2 separate regions of the Mus musculus genome follow, and region 2 is linked to region 1. Evidence: chromatin contacts called from public promoter capture Hi-C data. All regions are on one chromosome and are shown on one strand. The core of a region is the stretch at or near the end of the contact, and the rest is flanking DNA. Distances in the headings are between cores, read along the strand shown. Region 1 holds the start of Trim27 (tripartite motif-containing 27). Region 2 holds the start of Tdp2 (tyrosyl-DNA phosphodiesterase 2).

Region 1 (2,700 bases), core at 138-2,637:
CCAGAGCCGCACTGATGACCTAAGAACACATATCTGCCACCTGCATTTTTCATAGTTCTACACCGGCTTGCAAAACTGAATTCTTCCTTCTGGAGTAAGACTGGCACTTTCAATTCCTTTCAACTTCAGTTTTGTAGCAGAGTAGACTACAGTGTAGCCTAGGACAAATATTCTACCATTTACTGGAAGTGTGCTGAGTTGTTTTGAGCCTGGAGTTTCAAAGAGCAGGTGGGGAGAATGGAGGTTTGGATGAGCGAGACTTGTTAAGTACCTCGGATTTCTTGTCCCATAGGGAAGAATCAAGCAGAATCCAGTGAAGTGATGGCCTGGATACAGAAATTCCCTGTTGCTCAAACACAAGGGCAGGCACGGAGTCAATCCCAAAGGAGAGTAGGAAAGGCCATGGCATAAGTGACAGCGCACAGAACTGAAAACCTATTCTGTGATAAGAAACCAGGCTACAAGACCTCCTCCGGTCATCACAGGACTCTCGATTGGGCAGAAACAAGCAAGTTTTAGGTTCTACTCAATGTCATTCGATGTACTGGGTGCTTCATTTAAACTAGCGGATAAAGATCTTTATGCTCAAGCTGTGGTTTGTTTGTTTGTTTGTTTGTTTGTTTAAAAAGGTGTAACTCCTTGATGGGGAAAATTCCTGAAAGCAATAGGGTATGGGAGCTCAAGGAGGGCACTGAACTAGATTGCTGGGAGTAAGAACTTATTAGAAGAGTTATTAACGTCATGGGCAGAAGGACAACACTACAGTGGACAATCAGAATTTTTGGCCCCAGCGCCGCAGGGCCCAGGCTGGAGGTGAGGGGTGGGGGTGGGGGTGGGGGTGGGGGAGTGTTCTGAGAATGAGGCCCACGTGGCAGAATCCGGGTTGTTTCTTCGAGGGTCTCATAGGAACCCACAGCCACGTAGGTTCCTCAGCAGGTGGCAGGGAAGACGAGAGAGAAGTGTGTCGCCAGGCAGCCCTTTGACACGTCGGGTCTGGCTACTCACTTGAGGAAGTGAGACACTGGGCACCTGAGGAGCCTGAGAAGAAGTTAGGGACTCACAAGCGGGCTCTCGGTGGGGTGGCTCCCTAGTAACGGTAGAGCTAGGGAGATGGGGGAGGACTTCATGGTCTGGTCAGCACTCTGGTCGGGATTCGATCGGTCCCCATTTCACACGAGAAGAAAATGAGGCTCGGAACGATAAACCGATTTACTTTAGGGTGGAGATAGAACTGGGCTTCTCCGTTTCTGCCCCTGAGAAAAGTTGCTGATGATTAAACCCTTTTCTAGCGATTGTTAACGCCTGGAGCTGGGTGTGTCACACTGGGAGGGGCCTAGCTGGTCTCCCCGCCCAGCTTTCCGGCATTTATGCAAAGCCATCTTACTTTTAAAGGAGCCGAGGCCTAGCCACTAAGAGGAAACTCAGCAGAAGACTACGGGCCCACAGACGCTTGGAGTGACCCGACGCCACTGCCAGGGGACACTCTGCTCCCACTGCACGCGACAGCCACGACCGACTCCCGGGCTGGGTGCCGGGGACCCAGGACTGTGCAGAGGAAACCCGCTTTCCCGCCCCGAGAGAGCAGAGCGGCGCGGGAAGCCAGGCCCCGCCCCCGGCCCACCTCTTCCGCTCGGCCCTGAGGAGTCTGCGCGGCCGCGGGACCCCTTCCGACGCGGCCACGTTGCCCGGTGAGCCAGCCCGCGGCGCCCGGTTCCCGACTCCCCTCGGCTCGGCTCTCAGCCGGGCTCCGGGGCCCAGGCCTCCTCCCCGTGCTGTCGGTGAGGAGCAGCTGTGCGGGGACGGGTCTGGCCGCCCGAGAGCTCCGCGCGCGTCTGCGATCCCCGCGCCGGAGGCCCCGCCCCGCTCCGGAGCCGAGAAGCGGAGCGAGCGCGCTGAGCTCCGACAGAGCTCGGCTCCGGGCTCATGCCCTGCGGCCCAGCCGGCCCGCGCCATGGCCTCCGGGAGCGTGGCCGAGTGCCTGCAGCAGGAGACCACCTGCCCCGTGTGCCTTCAGTACTTCGTGGAGCCTATGATGCTCGACTGCGGCCACAACATCTGTTGCGCGTGCCTGGCCCGCTGCTGGGGTGCCGCGGAGACTAACGTGTCGTGTCCGCAGTGCCGGGAGACCTTCCCGCAGCGCCACATGCGACCCAACCGGCACCTGGCCAACGTGACCCAGCTGGTGAAGCAGCTGCGCACCGAGCGGCCGTCGGGGCCCGGCGGCGAGATGGGCGTGTGCGAGAAGCACCGGGAGCCTCTGAAGCTGTACTGCGAGCAGGACCAGATGCCCATCTGCGTGGTGTGCGACCGCTCGCGCGAGCACCGCGGCCACAGCGTGCTGCCCCTGGAGGAGGCGGTGGAGGGCTTCAAGGTAGGGCCGGGCCGGCGGACAAAGGGGCGAGCCGGGGGCTTCCTGGTTTGATACCGAGAAAATGGCGAGCCGGACGTGGGGCCCACCGCCGTCATTTCCTCCCTGTCGGCTGCGGAGCCTCCGCACTCAGACTGGGAAGGAGAACCTGTAGCTGGCGAGGCCAGGAGCACCCCCACCCCCACCCCGAGCGCCCCTGCTAACCGCCTCTACGCGTGCCGCGACTGGGACGGCGCGAGGAGACCCTCCCTTGACAAAGGAGATGCACATGGAGCCAAGTACACTTCCATAGGCCTTGAACGCCTCGAACTCGCTCTGACCCAGGATACCAA
Region 2 (2,700 bases), core at 22-2,521, 3.7 Mb after region 1:
CTTAGTTTTGAAATATTTCCTATTGGAAAACATTAAATATATTTACCTAAGGGTTATTTCCTATTTTTTTGACACTTTATGAACATAGTTAAAAAATTCTAAGAGGGGGCGTGTTCAGGAAAAAGATTTCAAATGCCTGTTGTTGACCAAAATTTATATTTCATGCCCAAATTCTTTTTAAATTTCCAAGTATTTTTTCTTAATCAGAAAAATAGACATGCGTGCATTAAAACATTTATTAAAAAGTCTGCAGCAAGTTCTAAGGTTAAGTGTCTTTCTACTCTGACAATACCACGCACTGGACTTCTGCTACGGATATTTATTAAGGATTGCTTCCTATAGAACACAATGTCTATAAAGTCTGGAAAACAGTAGTCTACGTTAGTTCATGTGGAATGGCAGGGTGCAGGCACTGGTCCTGGTTAACTCTGTAGACTCCCAGGCCAGCCTGGACTACAAGGGTTCTCAGCCAACAAACGTTACATAGTTACATAGACCTAGTTACAAAGACCTAGTCTCAAAAGCAAGAAATACAACACACGTACAGGTGGTTCTCGCATTCACTTCCGTACCTCAAACCTCCTTGACTCTTAAGAAACAATTCCTATATACTAGCCCTGCAGGCTCCAGCGTCCCTTAAATGGTACGCTGACATTTTTTCTCCACACACTCCAACAGTTTGCTGGTTAAAAAAAAAACAAAAAACAAAAAACCAAACATGCTTATTTACGTTTCGATGAGAATCCACGCCACGCACTTCCCCTGCGTTTGCGAGGCCACTAAGGTGTTTTACTAGGTTCGTCCCCTTCACCAGATACTTCGCCTACAATAAATATACCTTTTCCAAAACTCTATCAAAACCGGGAACTTTGAACATAACCTTCATTACTTCTCGTAGGTTCTGGGTCATGCTGCTCATCGTGGACGCAAAGCAAGAGTCTGGGCTCTGCGAGAATGAACTCTGGAAGAGACGTTTGTGAGAGGACAAGGGTGTGGAAGGTCAAGTCTGCAAGCCCGGCCGCTGTCGCGTCGTGCTCGGGAGAAAGGATCGCGCGCCCCGGTCGCCCTGGTCCTAGATGATCACGGGTTACCTTCACTCTTTAGCGCCCCAGCGCGCACGCGCAACCTTCAGGCCTCCTCGGCCCCTCCTTCCCCTCCCCTCCCCCTCCCCCTCCCCATCTGCGCCTCGCTGGCCGCGGACGGGGACCAGAGAGGGCGGTCTTCTTGCCGGAAGGTTGACGCGGACGCGCTTGCACGCTGCGCGCCTGCGCAGGTTCCGGCGTTCGCGATCAGTCGCGCGGGAAGCAGCGTGAAGAGCGGGTGTTTTGAGGGGACCCTGCGGCGATGGCGTCTGGCAGCAGTTCCGATGCGGCGGAGCCCGCAGGGCCGGCAGGGCGGGCGGCGTCGGCGCCCGAAGCAGCACAGGCGGAGGAGGACCGGGTGAAGAGGCGGCGGCTTCAGTGCCTGGGCTTTGCGTTGGTGGGGGGATGCGACCCCACGATGGTCCCCAGCGTCCTGCGGGAGAACGACTGGCAGACGCAGGTCAGTTCGCGTCTCTCGCTTCCGCCGCTCTCCCCCGGGAGGCGGGGCGCGCCCTGCAGCCTTGTGCCTTTGCTTTTCAGAAAGCCCTGAGCGCCTACTTCGAGCTGCCAGAGAACGACCAAGGGTGGCCGCGCCAGCCTCCCACGTCCTTCAAGTCCGAGGCCTAGTAAGCGACGGGGGTCGCGGGCTGCTCGCCGAGGGCGGGGAGGGACCGCCTGCTGGGCTTGGGCGTCCGAGGACCGGGACCTGGAAAAGGGCGGCCGGCGCCCCAGAGCTGGAAATCTCAGGGAATGCTTCCGAGGATGCAGGGTCACTTCCCAGCGGGACTTGTCTTTGTTGTTTTGGGACGAGTCTCACTGTGTAGCGCTTGGCTGGCCTGGAACTCGTCGTTATTTGAACCAAGCTGGCCTCGAACTCAGATCAGCTTGCTTCTGCCCTCTCAGTGCTGGCACGTTGAAGGCACATACTAGAACTGGCTTCCAACGTGATTTATTTTATTTTATTTTATCTTATTTCTTAAACCTGAAGATTATTTTATGTATTTTGAGGCAGAACCTCACCCTTTATCCCTGGCTGGCCTGAGCTTGGTGTGTAGACTAGGTTGGCCTCAAACACAGATCTACCTGCCTCAGAATCGAATGGGCTGGATTTAGAGTGCCCACCACCACACTGGGATGGAATTTTTGTTTAATGTTACCGTTATTTGTTCTTTTTCGAGACAGAGGCTTGCAATAATCCTGACCTCCAGCTCTCTTCCAGCCTCCCTTTTGCTAGCATTGCATCTGATTCCAGCACTCCCTACCCGAACTTTTTATTTGAGCCATATATGTCCAGGCTGACTTGGAACTCCTTTGTGGTCAAGGCTTGCCTTCCATTGGCCCAGTACTGGGATTAAAGGTTTGTGAAACCCTGGCTACTGAAATACACTTACTGACCTGAAATATTGGTGATATGTAAACTGAAGATTAGAAAAAAAACAGAGGTAGAGATTTTCTCCTGAAGAATGGTAACCTGTAAGTCTCCTTGTTTCTGCATAGTTTATCTGCTCTCCTCTTGCCAAAGAACGATAGTTTTTCTTTTGAGACAGGTTTGTTTCAAGTTTGATTAGTTTGGCACAAGTTTGTGTGTAGTTCAGGCCGGCATTGAGCTCCTAGCAAT

What was found. Promoter capture Hi-C pulls out the DNA fragments that hold promoters and counts their contacts.
Region 2: a contact with region 1 is called in a promoter capture Hi-C map of pre-B cells, with 4 times the contacts expected there. The contact joins the promoter of Tdp2 here to the promoter of Trim27 in region 1.

The regions. Positions count from the first base shown.
Region 1 is chr13:21,178,544-21,181,243 of GRCm38.p6, forward strand. Trim27 (tripartite motif-containing 27) reads left to right here and starts at 1,388. Exons shown (of 8, transcript NM_009054.3): 1 at 1,388-2,371. The coding sequence starts at 1,952.
Region 2 is chr13:24,830,388-24,833,087 of GRCm38.p6, forward strand. It overlaps Tdp2 (tyrosyl-DNA phosphodiesterase 2), which reads left to right and starts at 1,272. Exons shown (of 7, transcript NM_019551.2): 1 at 1,272-1,542; 2 at 1,623-1,708. The coding sequence starts at 1,345. It overlaps Acot13 (acyl-CoA thioesterase 13), which reads right to left and starts at 1,102. Exons shown (of 3, transcript NM_025790.2): 1 at 839-1,102. The coding sequence starts at 919.